3 separate regions of the Sus scrofa genome follow, and regions 1 and 3 are each linked to region 2. Evidence: chromatin contacts called from public HiChIP or PLAC-seq data. All regions are on one chromosome and are shown on one strand. Each heading gives the region's core, a stretch centred on a gene start, on an enhancer-like site or on the middle of the called end of the contact. The rest is flanking DNA. Distances are from core to core; before and after follow the strand shown.

Region 1 (4,261 bases), core at 310-2,809, 420 kb after region 2:
TCCCTTATGAGGGGCCCCGGGAAGAGGAGAGCAAAGCCCAGCTCGTCAGTGGTCAGTGGCGGGGGAGCTGTTTGTTGCATTGATTCTTTATCACCAGATGTCCGTGATTATGTGAGCAGTTAGTGTCAAGAACAGAGCTTAAGCTTAAGCAGGGTTAGAGGATTTAGGGGCTTATTAAAATAGATAAAATAAGCTACTTACCCTGCTCTTTATAGCTATTATCTGCAAAATTCCTCTAGGGTTGACTCTTCTGCCCTCTGCTGGCCACCAGGTAGTATTGAATTTTAACACCCAAAGTTCTGACCCTTTAACTGCAGGTTGCACACACCAGGCTGTATTACTTAAATAGTGTCTGGTAGGAGTTCCCATCGTGGCTCAGTGGTTAACAAACCCGACTAGCATCCATGAGGACGCAGCTTCGATTCCTGGCCTTGCTCAGTGGGTTAAGGATCTGGCATTGCCATGAGCTGTGGTATATGTTGCAGATGCAGCTCAGATCTAGCATTGCTGTGGCTGCGGTGTAGGCCTGTGGCTATTGCTCCGATTCAGCCCCTAGCATGGGAACCTCCATATGCTGTGGGTGCAGCCCTAGAAAGATAAAAAAGACAAAAAAAAAAAAAAAAAAAGTAAAATCTCGTGGTCACCTTCGTTTGGAGACGAGCATTTGAAGTATGTAAGCCTTGTTTATAGAGGTTTTGGTTGGAAAGCTGGATATGTTCATTTGGGGGCACCTATGGCTTTGGTAAAATCCTGATTTGTTTCCCGGTTCAGAGAGTCTAAGCGTTTACCGAAACACATGACGAAGGAAGGCAGCCTAGACGCTGTAGGACAAAGGGATTGCTTTAACCCCACAGAGCACTTGGAGTCATTCTTGTCTTCTTACCTTTAGGTCATTTGGTGTCTGCACACTAAAAACAAGAAGAGATTAAAGTCACAAGGAAAGAACTGCAAAAAACTAGCCAAGAATCTCCTTAAGGAGCCAGACAACCGCAACAATTTTTGCCTCTGGAAGCAATATGCGCACCTGGAGTGGCTGCTCGGCAACACAGAAGATGCCAGAAAAGTTTTTGATACAGCACTCAGCATAGCAGGGAGCAGAGAACTGAAGGACCACGAGCTCTGTGAGCTGAGTCTCCTCTATGCTGAGCTGGAGGTGGAGCTGCTGCCTGACATGAGAGGGGCCGCTACAGCCCGAGCTGTCCACATACTGACCAGACTGACCGAGAACGGGCCCTACGGGCCTTACACGGGGCAGGTCTTGGCTGTTCACATTTTGAAAGCTCGGAAGGCTTATGAGCACGCGCTGCAGGACTGTTTGGGGGAGGGCTCTCTCTCCGATCCAGCTCCCCCTGATTCCTCCAACCGCCTGGTTAGCTTGGTTAAATGCTTTATGCTTTTCCAGTATTTGACCACTGGGATTGATGCTGCTGTGCGGATATATGAGCAGGTGTTTGCGAAACTCAAGGGCTCTGTGTCCGCCGAGGGCTGTGGCCTGGAGGGCAGCTCGAGCCCTCGGAGCCTGAGCGGTGTCCTCGAGGCTGCCGCCCTGATGCACACGAGCCTGCTCAGATTCCACATGAAAGTCAGCGTCTACCCTCTGGCTCCTCTGCGAGAGGCTCTCTCGGAGGCTCTAAAGTTGTATCCTGGCAACCAGGTTCTTTGGAGGTCATATGTACAGATTCAGAATAAGTCCCACAGTGCCAGTAAGACCAGAAGATTCTTCAACACAATGACCAGGTCTGCCAAACCCTTGGAGCCATGGTTGTTTGCAATTGAAGCTGAGAGAATGAGGAAAAGCCTGGTGGAAACCGTGCAGAGGTAATGATGGAGCGTTTTGTTCATGTGTCCACAAACCATTAAGCAATGCTTGCCGGTTGCCTGCTGCCTGCCAGGCCTCAGGAATGCAGAAACGAGTGTGGGCCAGGCCCTGGAACACCTGCTGTGGGTGGGCTCAAGGGCGTAGAATAACTCACTGAAAAAGTAATTAGAGACTTGCCAGCAGCAGCAGTTTTCGTTAGAAGCTTTTGTGGCTTTCTTCCTAGACTGCGCCTTTTGGGATCCTGAATGTAGCTTATGGTGCCTGAGTGGGGACTGCCAGGGCTTCAGGTGTCCGAGAAGCTGTAGAAAAGCATAGTGGCCAAGAACGTGGGCTCTGGAGTTGGAATCTGGGGTCAAATCCAGCTCCTCCACATACCAGCTGTGTGATCTGGCCAAGTCTCTCATGTCTGTGGAAGGTTCCTTTTCTGCAAAATGGGAATAATTTAGAGAACCTACCTCAGAGAGTTGCTGGCGGGGGGGGGGGGGGGAAGTGCTGAGCGCAAAGTAACAAAGTACTAGCCTCTGCTGTCATGACTGATGGTAACAGTGGCATGTTTTAAGTGTCATCCTTTGATACAGTAGTTTATCTAAAGGCTAAATGATAGGCTTGGGAACATATTAGCTAAGGTATCGTGATTCCTTCCAGAATCTTTATGGTTATAAATTGACTGTTCAGAATTGCTTCTGGATAGTATTTCAGTTTACTTTTTTTTTTTTTTTAATTTCTTGCATGAGGTTTTATTTAGTCTGCTTTCAGTTGAAAGGTGTTTCCTTCCCATACAGTAAAATTTGCATTCTGCTGATGAGAAGGTCGGTTTTCCTTAGAAAACCGAGAAGCAAGGAGTTTGTGAGCCTTCTAGGCAGACTCAGCGTGGTGGAGGCACCACAGAACCATGGATGCAGGCTTCTTCCGGCCCTGGAAGAGCCACAGCGTACCCGTACCTGCCCCCAGCACCCTCAGATTGGGGGACAGCACCAGTCCAGTTGTCACTGGCGTTTGCTGTACTTGCGGATCTCTTCCTACTGCGGTGTAGGGATGAGAGCTGTCTCGGAGTGATGGTGCCTTTGTCTCGTAGGGTGGACGGGAGAGAGGTCCATGCCACCATTCCCGAGACCGGCCTGACACACCGGATCAGTGCCCTGTTTGAACAAGCATTGCGGAGTGACCACGGCAGCCAGTGCCCCTTATTGTGGAGGATGTATTTGAAGTTTTTGGTAAGTTTTTGTCTCTCTGTCCTCCTTCCTAAGTGCGATGTGTAGGTGGCCAGTAGCCATTGCACTGGGGACTGGGAGGCTTCCCCCTACACCTCGGCCTTGGCTCATCCTGGGGGGTCCTGGTGGAATGACATCAGGACTTGGAAGGGGTCGCATGTTGCCTCTTGCACCGGAGGCTTTGATAGAGTGACAGGAGGGTGCCGGGACCAGGTGGTGCAGCAGGACGTCGAGGGACTTTCTCTGAGTCGACTTTGTTGAGTCAACAGCTTGGAAATAGTCTAAGAGCTTTCATCTGAAAAAGACCTAAACTCGTTGCTGTTCTGCTCATAAGAATTTTCAGGTCTTGGAGTTATTGTTGTGGCTCAGTAGGTTAAGAACCTGACATAGTGTCCGTGAGGATGCAGGTTTGATCCCTGGCCCTGCTCAGTGGGCTAGGATCTGGTGTTGCCATGAGCTGTGGTATCGGCCGCAGATGAGGCTTGGATCCCGAATTGCTGCGGCTGTGGTGTAGGCCTACAGCTGCAGCTCTGATTCAGCCCCTAGCCTGGGAACTTCTGTATGTTGTGGGTGTGGCCCTAAAAAGAAAAAAATTTAGAAAAAATTTTTTTCAGCATTCCTGTTGTGGCCCAGCAGTTAACAAATCTGACTAGCATCCATGAGGACACAGGTTTGATCCCTGGCCTTGCTCAGCGGGTTAAGAATCCAGCGTTGCCATGAGCTGTGGTGTAGGTCACAGACGTGGCTCAGATCCTGCGTGGCTGTGGCTGTGGCATAGGCCAGCAGCTACAGCTCCACTTCAGTGCCTAGCCTGGGAAGCTCTGTATGCCATAGGTGTGGCCCTAAAAAGCAAAATTAAAAAAAAATTTTTTTAATTTTTTTTGAAGGTCTTAGACAAAAAAAAAAAAAAAAAGGGGGGGGGGAGTTCCCGTCGTGGCGCAGTGGTTGACGAATCCGACTAGGAGCCGTGAGGTTGCAGGTTTGATCCCTGCCTTTGCTCAGTGGGTTGATGATCCAGTGTTGCTGTGAGCTGTGGTGTAGGTCGCAGACGCGGCTCAGATCCCACGTTGTTGTGGCTCTGGTGTAGGCCAGTGGCTACAGCTCCAATTAGACCCCTAGCCTGGGAACCTCCCATATGCCGTGGGAGCGGCCCAAGAAAAGGCAAAAAGACAAAAAAAAAAAAAAAAAATTTTTTTTTTTTTTGCAGGTCTTGATTCGGTTTTGTTGTTAA
Region 2 (3,843 bases), core at 818-3,317:
CGGCCTGCCGGCTGTCCGCCCACCCGCCTCACCCCTGCCAGGCCTGTTCCCACCTCCGCATGTCGCTTGTCGTTTCCCTCCAGCGTGGAGCCTCTCCTCCCCCCTGGGAGGAATCCACCCTCGGTGACACCTCAGTGACAACCCCGCCGGCTCCACTGCCCACTTTAGCCTCTCCTTCCTCCGATCCCACCACCTCTATTTATAGTTAGTACCATCCAGCTTGGCATTCTGTTTTTGTTTAATTACTTCCCATCTGCCACTTGCCTCTCTTAGGTTGTAGGATTAATTAATTCATTAAAGCAACAAACATACACCTGCTCTGGGGTGGGCTCCGAGGCTGTGCCACCTCTAAGCTGCTGGCTGTGGACCTGGGCATTTGCACTGGGGACCATGCGGGCCACACAGGAGAACTTGTGTTGGGATGGTTCTTTAAACCTTTGCCCCTGGCATCCAGGGCCACACTATTGAAGATAAACTCAACCTGAGTAACACAGGTTGCTTAAGCAAAAGTGCAGTGTTTTTCGTATATTCTGAAATGCTCTCCATTTTTAGATGAAAATAGATGCTGGTTTGGGCCTGCTTTTTATAAAAAATAATCTTGTCTCCAACTCTTTTACCCACACTCACCTTCAGGCTGGATCATCCTAATTTGTGGACTGTCTTTCAGGTGGTTTTGCTCAGAACTGTCTCCCACGGCTCATTGTCTTTGAAGGTGAGGGCCTCCTTGGGCTTCCTTAATGAATTTTTCTCCCCTGCATTTCATGCTAGCCGCTGTATTTTTCACTCTTCGGGTTTGGGTCTAGGATCTCCTTGGGGCCTAGACTCATACCAAGCTGGCCAGATTATAAACGATCACCTAATATTTTAAAGCCAGGCCTCCTGACTCCTAGCACAGTGCTCGTGCTGCCATCACCCATCCCTTGGCTTCCATCATCTCCAAACCATGTCTGGTGTTCATTTTCTTCCCCCAACTGTTCCTGAGGCTTCAGGAATGAAAAAAGCATCCATATTTGGAAAGCTCAGAGCTCTCTGGGGGCGGGAGCAGAGCACAGACTGTTCTGGGGAGAGGGAGGGTGTGGGAGCTGGCTCTGTCGGCTTTCCCCCAGTCACACTGGGGCTGGTGCAGAAGAGCAGGAAGCCGTGCTGGCCCCTGGCTGGGCCTCCCTGCCCAGTCCCTTGATCCATGAGGCACAGCCTCACAAGAAAGGGAGAGGAACTCAGGTTTCCTAAACTCCTACTATGTGCCAGGTTCTGGAATAATAATAGTAAATTGTTAATAATTGCAACATTAAAAAAACTTTCTGAACACCCACTGAGCACTTGCTTCTTAATGCCCTTCATCCCCACATGGGTACCACCCCCAGTTAAGAGGAGGAGTAAAGGGTGGACCCTCTGTTTTCAGCCCCCAGTTCTTTTTCTCCTTTGCTCTCAGGTGCTTGCTTTGCAGATTAGGGCTGCTGTATCATTTGCATAGGCACTCCAAGGTGCGGAGACTAGCGCCCGCAGCACCACAGAGGCCAAGTCTACCCCGGGGCTCTGTGAGGTGCCTTGGGTTGCATTGAGTGGCTCCCAGAGTTGGTTGGACGTTGCAGGAGGTCTTGAAAACATCCTTCTCCCTTAACAGAGTAGACAACACTCGGGCTTCTTATTTAAACAGTAGGGTTCTTTGGCACGTTCGAAACCGGGAATTTCACATTAGGCCCTGAGCGGGTCGCACTGCGTCTGGGGCCCCACCAACGTGGGATGGAGGGGATTCGCAGGCAGCGGAGACCAACCGACGTTTTCTTGCAGTGCCAGCCTTTGCCGCCAGGGGGCGTGGGAGCCGCGTCTTCGCTGGGAAGCTCGCGTATGCGCAGAGCCTTCCGAGCGGCCTGGGCCCTGAAATTTGGGTCTTTGTGAGATTACGTTGGAGGTCAGGGATCGCAGAAGAAGTGTGAACTTGCCAACCGTCTTTATTAACCTTGGATCACTGAGTCTCCTAAGGGACTCCTGGGCCATTTCTCAAAAGCTGTGCCTGGTGTAGGCAATTACACACACGCCTCGCCGGTTCTCACTCGGCCCGGAGCTGAACCTCTCCTGATGGGCGCCGTTATCGTGCTGTGTGGTCACGGCGTTTACAGAGACTCCCACAGGAGCCCAGTGCGTTCAGCACATTAAGCAGTCAGGGCATGCATCACTTGAAAAGGGAAAGGAATTCTAGGTGTGAATTAGCAGGAGTGGATGTATCTCCATTTTTTTTTCATGAACTGAAAAATCCCTGGTCATAAGGACTATAGAAGCCCAAAGAGAGTTTTCCTAGAGTATTTCTTAGTAATTCCTAGAGTATTCCTTAGAGTCTTTAAGGCACAGAACCCAACCCTGATCTTTATGAATTTTGTATTTGCTAATGACCATGACCTTCTGGGTATCCTGGAGCCTAAGTACAATGTAGTAACAGAAGGATTCTTCCTCCCTGGCAGAAAAACTCTCCAGGCTGGGTCCCAGCTACTGTGGACTTGACCTGGGAGTGAGGTCGCTGGAGCAGGGTTCAGGTTGTCTCTGTCTCTGTGTGACCTTGGGCTAATTATGAACCCTCTCTCTCTAAGCCTAAATGACCTCATCTGCAGAGTAAGAAGAGAAGATTGGCTATCCTTTTTTTTTTCCCCTTTAGAAGCTGTTTTTAATTTTTATTATTCTTTATTTTTTCTTTTTAGGGGTGCACATGTGGCATATGGAAGTTCCTGGGCTAGGGGTTGAATTGGAGCTGCAGCTGCCGGCTTACACCACGGCCACAGCAACACAGAATCTGAGCCGCGTTTGTGACCTACACCACAGCTCATGGCAATGCCGGATCCTTAACCCACTGAGCAAGGCCAGGGATCAAACCTGCATTCTCATGGATACTAGTTGGGTTCGTTACCCCTGAGCCAAAAGAGGGAACTCCAGAAGCTGCTGTTTATATTTTGAAGCCTTGAGATCTCTTTAGGGACAGTGAAAAAAAAAAAGTAGTTTGAGAGAAAACTCTGAATGGAGTGAACGGGGTGGCCGAAGTGGGGCTGGGAGAGTCCTTGCTGAATGCTTTTGCCCGTGTGTAAAACCCAGAAAATGCGGGAGTGCAGTTGTGAGGCCTGCTGGGCATCTGCTGTGTAAGACTCCGGGAACTGTTCATCGTGGATGCAGCCCTCTCGCAGGCCTCCTCCCATCTAGATTTAACGATTCTGCAGACGGTGGCAAGCGAGATGCTGTGTTGCATGTAGCCACTCATCTCAGGTTGCTAGTCAAAGCTTCCTGTTTATATTTAGTTGGTGTAAGAAGAGTAAGAGCCCTCTTATTACCTCTGACCCAAATTCATATTTAAAGTCGGTTGTGTCGGTTCTTTTGGGGGAAGCAAGCAGAGACTCAAAGAGCCCAAAGAAAGTTTGGGGCCCTCAGTGAAGGTCCACTGAGGTGCTTCTTCTTAGTTCTTTCTGTGATACTTTGTCTGTCGCAGTCACTCAACTTCTCATATTGTTTTGGACATGTCTTTCTCCTCCATCCCTCTCGAGGCGGCCCATCTCCAGGGAGAAGACCAGTCCTGCCCTGGGAGGCCCAGCCGTGGTGCTCCGTGAGAATTTGTGGAATGGAGAAAGGAAGGCCCATCTGTTCCCTGGCCGCTCTCATTCCTTGCTGATGTTAGGGCACCCCAGGGCTACATGTTGCATGGTTGGGGTCCCCCTGAGGGTGATGAGTGCACTCTTCTTAGGAAAGAAACTAGAACCAGGACCAGAGTTTACATGGCATCATGTGTCATCAAGGTTGAGGCTCTGCGCTAAGATGTTAACTTGCTTAATTTCGAGTGGCGGGGGTACCGGTGATTGTTACCGT
Region 3 (3,674 bases), core at 931-3,430, 300 kb after region 2:
GGATTGAAAAGGAAAAGAGTAACCGCCAGCTGAAGGGATATTAAGACACATTCGTGGAATCGAGTCACTGCCAAAAGGATAAATGTATTTCAGGATATACAGTAATTAATTCAAATGTTTAAAATAATTGAATGAACGAAGAGCAGACCTGACCAAATTTACATTCTTGGTTTAGGAAGAAGTTCCCAGTATGCTGAGGGGCTGCTAATATGCTGCTACTCCGACGGGCCACAGCAGCACGAGGCCTGCTGGACGGCCACGCGTTACAATATGGTTACAAGTACAGTCAGACATGCATTTATAAAGAGAATATAAAAATATGTACAGTAGCTAATTTTCAATGTGTCGTTAAGTTGCCGAAAGACATCAATTAAAGTGTGCAAAAGTTCGTTTGTCAAAAAATCAGAAAAAGCCTTCCTTGGCAACAGTGCATCGAAAGCCCATCTGAAATCAAGATACATTTGCCTTGCTCAACACCTACCCCAAACAGATGGAGAACAAAACTATGAAAGTGTGTGCCAAGTACTCAGCAGTTTTTTATGGCAAGTCTCAGGCTCAAGCGGGATGCCAGTTAAACTAGTCACTTTATAGATATAAATATATGTATATATTGATAGAGCAGTTAGAAGTAGGGCGAGAGTTTACAGGAAGGTGCTGACCAACTTTCAGATGCTGTCACAGCATCCAGCTAGCTCCTCTCACAAACCCCCACGGGCTGCAAACACCCAAGCCCTGGGCTGGTCGTCCTCTCAAAGCCCAGAGAGAAAGGCTACCGTGGACTGGACGTCCCCCTCTGTGCAGAACTGGAACTTAGCATCTCCTGGGGGAAAGGCTTCTGGTTCCCATACAGGATCCTGGCCATTCAAGAATCTGGTTTCACAGGTAGTCTCTTAGGGAGTTCCCATTGTGGCTTGGTAGTAATGAACCCAACTAGTATCCATGAGGTTGCGGGTTCGATCCCTGGCCTTGCTCAGCGGGTTAAGGATCCGGCGTTGCCATGAGCTGCAGCATAGTCAGACACGGCTAAGATCTGGCATTGCTGTGGCACAGGCTGGCAGCTGCAGCTCCGATGCGACCCCTAGCCTAGGAACTTCCATATGCTGCCCGTGCAGCCCTAAAAAGTGGAAAAAAAAAAAAAAATCCCCAAAAACAAATGTAGGTTTTTAGGAAAGACTGCAGGACCACTAAAATGGAGTCCACCAAGCTTCCAGGAAAAAAAAAATGGTGAAAGGGTAAGACAAAAGGCAAGGGTTTTTAAAAAACAAGCAAAATCCTCAACCCTATTTAAAACTACCAAGAGGTCATGGGCCACAGGCCTAGGACTGGGTCAACAGTCAGGCTACTTCATCTCCCTGCAAGAAACATCCAACCAGAACCAGAAACGCCAGTCCTATCTCACCAGAAGAACCCCCGAGGTATTTGGAGATGTTCCTTCCAGATTCGGGGAGTTATGAAAAGCCAAGCCTAGCTCATGACGTCAACTCCTCCACCAACCATCAGTCTAAGGACCAGCAGCAAAGGCAGGTGGGTGGGCTCCTCTCCACTGCTCTGACCCACCCCTCTGGCGAAAACTAATGAGCTGTAAAATGCCAGAGAGACAAGGAGTAGGAGAGGGAGAAGCCGAGGGTCTCTGCAAATTGGCCCCGGATGCACCCATTTGGCTGCCAAGAGCTTCTCACTGCCTCACTAGCAGCCTGCCACTGTTCCCTGGCAAATTAAAACCTCCCACACAAACATTCAAAACCCAAATCTCCTGGCTAATAAGATACAACCAGTTAATACCCTGAAAAATGCACATCCAGCCTTCATTTCAAAAAGAGCTCTGCACTAAACTCAACAGGCCTTTAAAGGGACTTTTAAGCAGACCAATCCCACTGCAAAGACCAGGTACCAGCATCTCTTGGTTTGGGTTACAGGTTTATCAAGAAACACAAAATTCCCTGTGGGCTGGAGTTTTACTTTCAAGCTTGGGGGCTAGCACTAGTTTTACTTGGGGGAAAAGAGCCAAGTCAACTTAATTAAAAAAAAAAAAAATGAAAAGGAGTCTAAGGTTAAGTATAATCATAAATTAAAAATTGTGATTCAAAAGGTGACTGGTAGTGTCTTAGGCATGAAGAGACTGGCTTAGAAATTGACTACTGCTTCTACCACACACAGCAAGGATTGAATTACAGACACACTAAATCATGTCTCTTGCACAGATGGTCTCAAGTAGTTACATAAAACAGGTCATCAGCAGCACAACTGATAAGAACCCCTAAATACATGCTTGAGAGAAAGTGGTTTTTTTCCTTCATTAAGAGCTCTACTGCCTGAATAATCATTAAGTTACCAAGATTCACTCCCCCCCCCATGAAAATACAAGTAGACCTACATGTCCATAAATAAGATGGAGCGATCAGTATCTGCTTGGCTTTAGGCAAGGTCTCAGGCTCAGCGGTTGGTGCTGGGATGTTGGGAGGAAACCCAAGGCTGGGCTGTGGGCATTTAAAGGTACACTGGCCTCCCCTCCAACTGCCTTGTCCCCGTTTAGATCTCAGCTTTACAAAGCATTTAACACCACTGTAAGTTAATGGTCTTTTTATTGGAAAAAAAAAAAAAAAAAAAAGACTAGCATTTACAACTTGGAATGGACGTAAATTGTAATTTCTTGAACAGCAATGTTGATGGTTGTGCTGAAGTCCACAGCCACAGCCTACTCTGCTGGCTCCAAGTCAAGGTTCAGAAGGTTTTAAAAACAGAGAGTCCAAAGATGCTCCCTTGATAAAGGTTTCTTTTTAAAAATTGATATGAACGGTGACAGCCTGACACCCATTCCGCTCTAGCACAACGCAGACAATGCTTAAACCAACCCTCGCAGGCATGCCACCAGGGTGTGTCATGGCCACCGTGGGTCGGGGCACAGGGAAGTTACAAGAGGGCCATCCTGCCAATGGGGCCACGCCTGGAGTTTATCCTCCACCCATTTCGCTGCACAGCATCCTGAGGCGCACCAATTTTACATGTCTGTTTTCAGTAAACCAGCTAGGACAATTTATACTAACAAACTGAACTAGAACCCCTTTGAGTAGGTTTTGAATTTGTTTTTTCATTTTTCGTTTTTAATACAAACGCCTGACTGTGCTCAATTGTCAAGCTGCATGCATGAAAAACTGGCCAGCCCAAACAGTGTATTAATCATGAGCAAATGGACCTGCAAGGAGTCCACTAAGTGTTTCCTTATCATTAAGGTAGGACAAGTATTTATATCGGAAAACTGATGTGTAGCTTGATCTTTAGGGGACAGGACCACCAACCAATACATGCAGATTTTTTGTGTGTGTGGACAGAAGGTACTTCTGACATTCAGTTTTGCTATATAGAAACAGAATGAGTAAATGAACTTTTTCTTTTTTTTTTTTTTTTTTTTTGCAAGAGGTAAGTAAAAGATTCAATTTGATTCTTCTAGAGGGGGGAAAAAGGAGTTGAAAGTAGGTCTTCATTTTGCAGTCATCATCTGTACGAATTCTGAAAAGACAAATAATCATAAACTTTCGGTTATCTTCAATAGCAGCTTTAATGAACAGAGCTCTACTCTGCCCAAGGGGGGGGGGAAACATCAGTGAATGTCTATGAAGCGGTGAACTTGTGTACAGATCCTAAAGGGAACGCCAGTGAGCACTAAGCTAAAGAAA

Evidence for each region. HiChIP or PLAC-seq counts read pairs in DNA pulled down with a chosen protein or histone mark.
Region 1: an H3K27ac HiChIP or PLAC-seq map of skeletal muscle shows a contact between it and region 2, with 10 times the contacts expected there. The contact joins two enhancer-like sites. A contact is called at or near these places in 9 of 47 Hi-C or Micro-C datasets (alveolar macrophages, blood, brain and 5 more) and 2 of 2 datasets of contacts at active chromatin or transcription factors (alveolar macrophages and skeletal muscle).
Region 3: an H3K27ac HiChIP or PLAC-seq map of skeletal muscle shows a contact between it and region 2. The contact joins two enhancer-like sites. A contact is called at or near these places in 3 of 5 promoter capture datasets (fetal liver, fetal skeletal muscle and liver), 10 of 47 Hi-C or Micro-C datasets (embryonic fibroblasts, fetal heart ventricle, heart right ventricle and 6 more) and 2 of 2 datasets of contacts at active chromatin or transcription factors (alveolar macrophages and skeletal muscle).

The regions. Positions count from the first base shown.
Region 1 is chr7:112,047,884-112,052,144 of Sscrofa11.1, reverse strand. It overlaps NRDE2 (protein NRDE2 homolog), which reads left to right. Exons shown (of 14, transcript XM_021099603.1): 11 at 890-1,818; 12 at 2,895-3,033. Among named protein-coding and RNA genes, the nearest start is that of PSMC1, 22 kb to the right of the region's middle. Within about 2 kb of position 1,559, at least 9 of the 83 cell types and tissues checked have an H3K27ac peak or open chromatin away from gene starts, as enhancers often do. A contact at or near this core is called in omental adipose tissue and skeletal muscle, where this site is marked.
Region 2 is chr7:112,470,510-112,474,352 of Sscrofa11.1, reverse strand. All of the region lies in intron 3 of TTC7B (tetratricopeptide repeat protein 7B), which reads left to right. Among named protein-coding and RNA genes, the nearest start is that of TTC7B, 47 kb to the left of the region's middle. Within about 2 kb of position 2,067, at least 28 of the 83 cell types and tissues checked have an H3K27ac peak or open chromatin away from gene starts, as enhancers often do. A contact at or near this core is called in omental adipose tissue and skeletal muscle, where this site is marked.
Region 3 is chr7:112,167,732-112,171,405 of Sscrofa11.1, reverse strand. It overlaps CALM1 (calmodulin 1), which reads right to left. Exons shown (of 6, transcript NM_001244210.1): 6 at 1-3,507. The coding sequence ends at 3,479. Among named protein-coding and RNA genes, the nearest start is that of CALM1, 8.7 kb to the right of the region's middle. Within about 2 kb of position 2,180, at least 5 of the 83 cell types and tissues checked have an H3K27ac peak or open chromatin away from gene starts, as enhancers often do. A contact at or near this core is called in skeletal muscle, where this site is marked.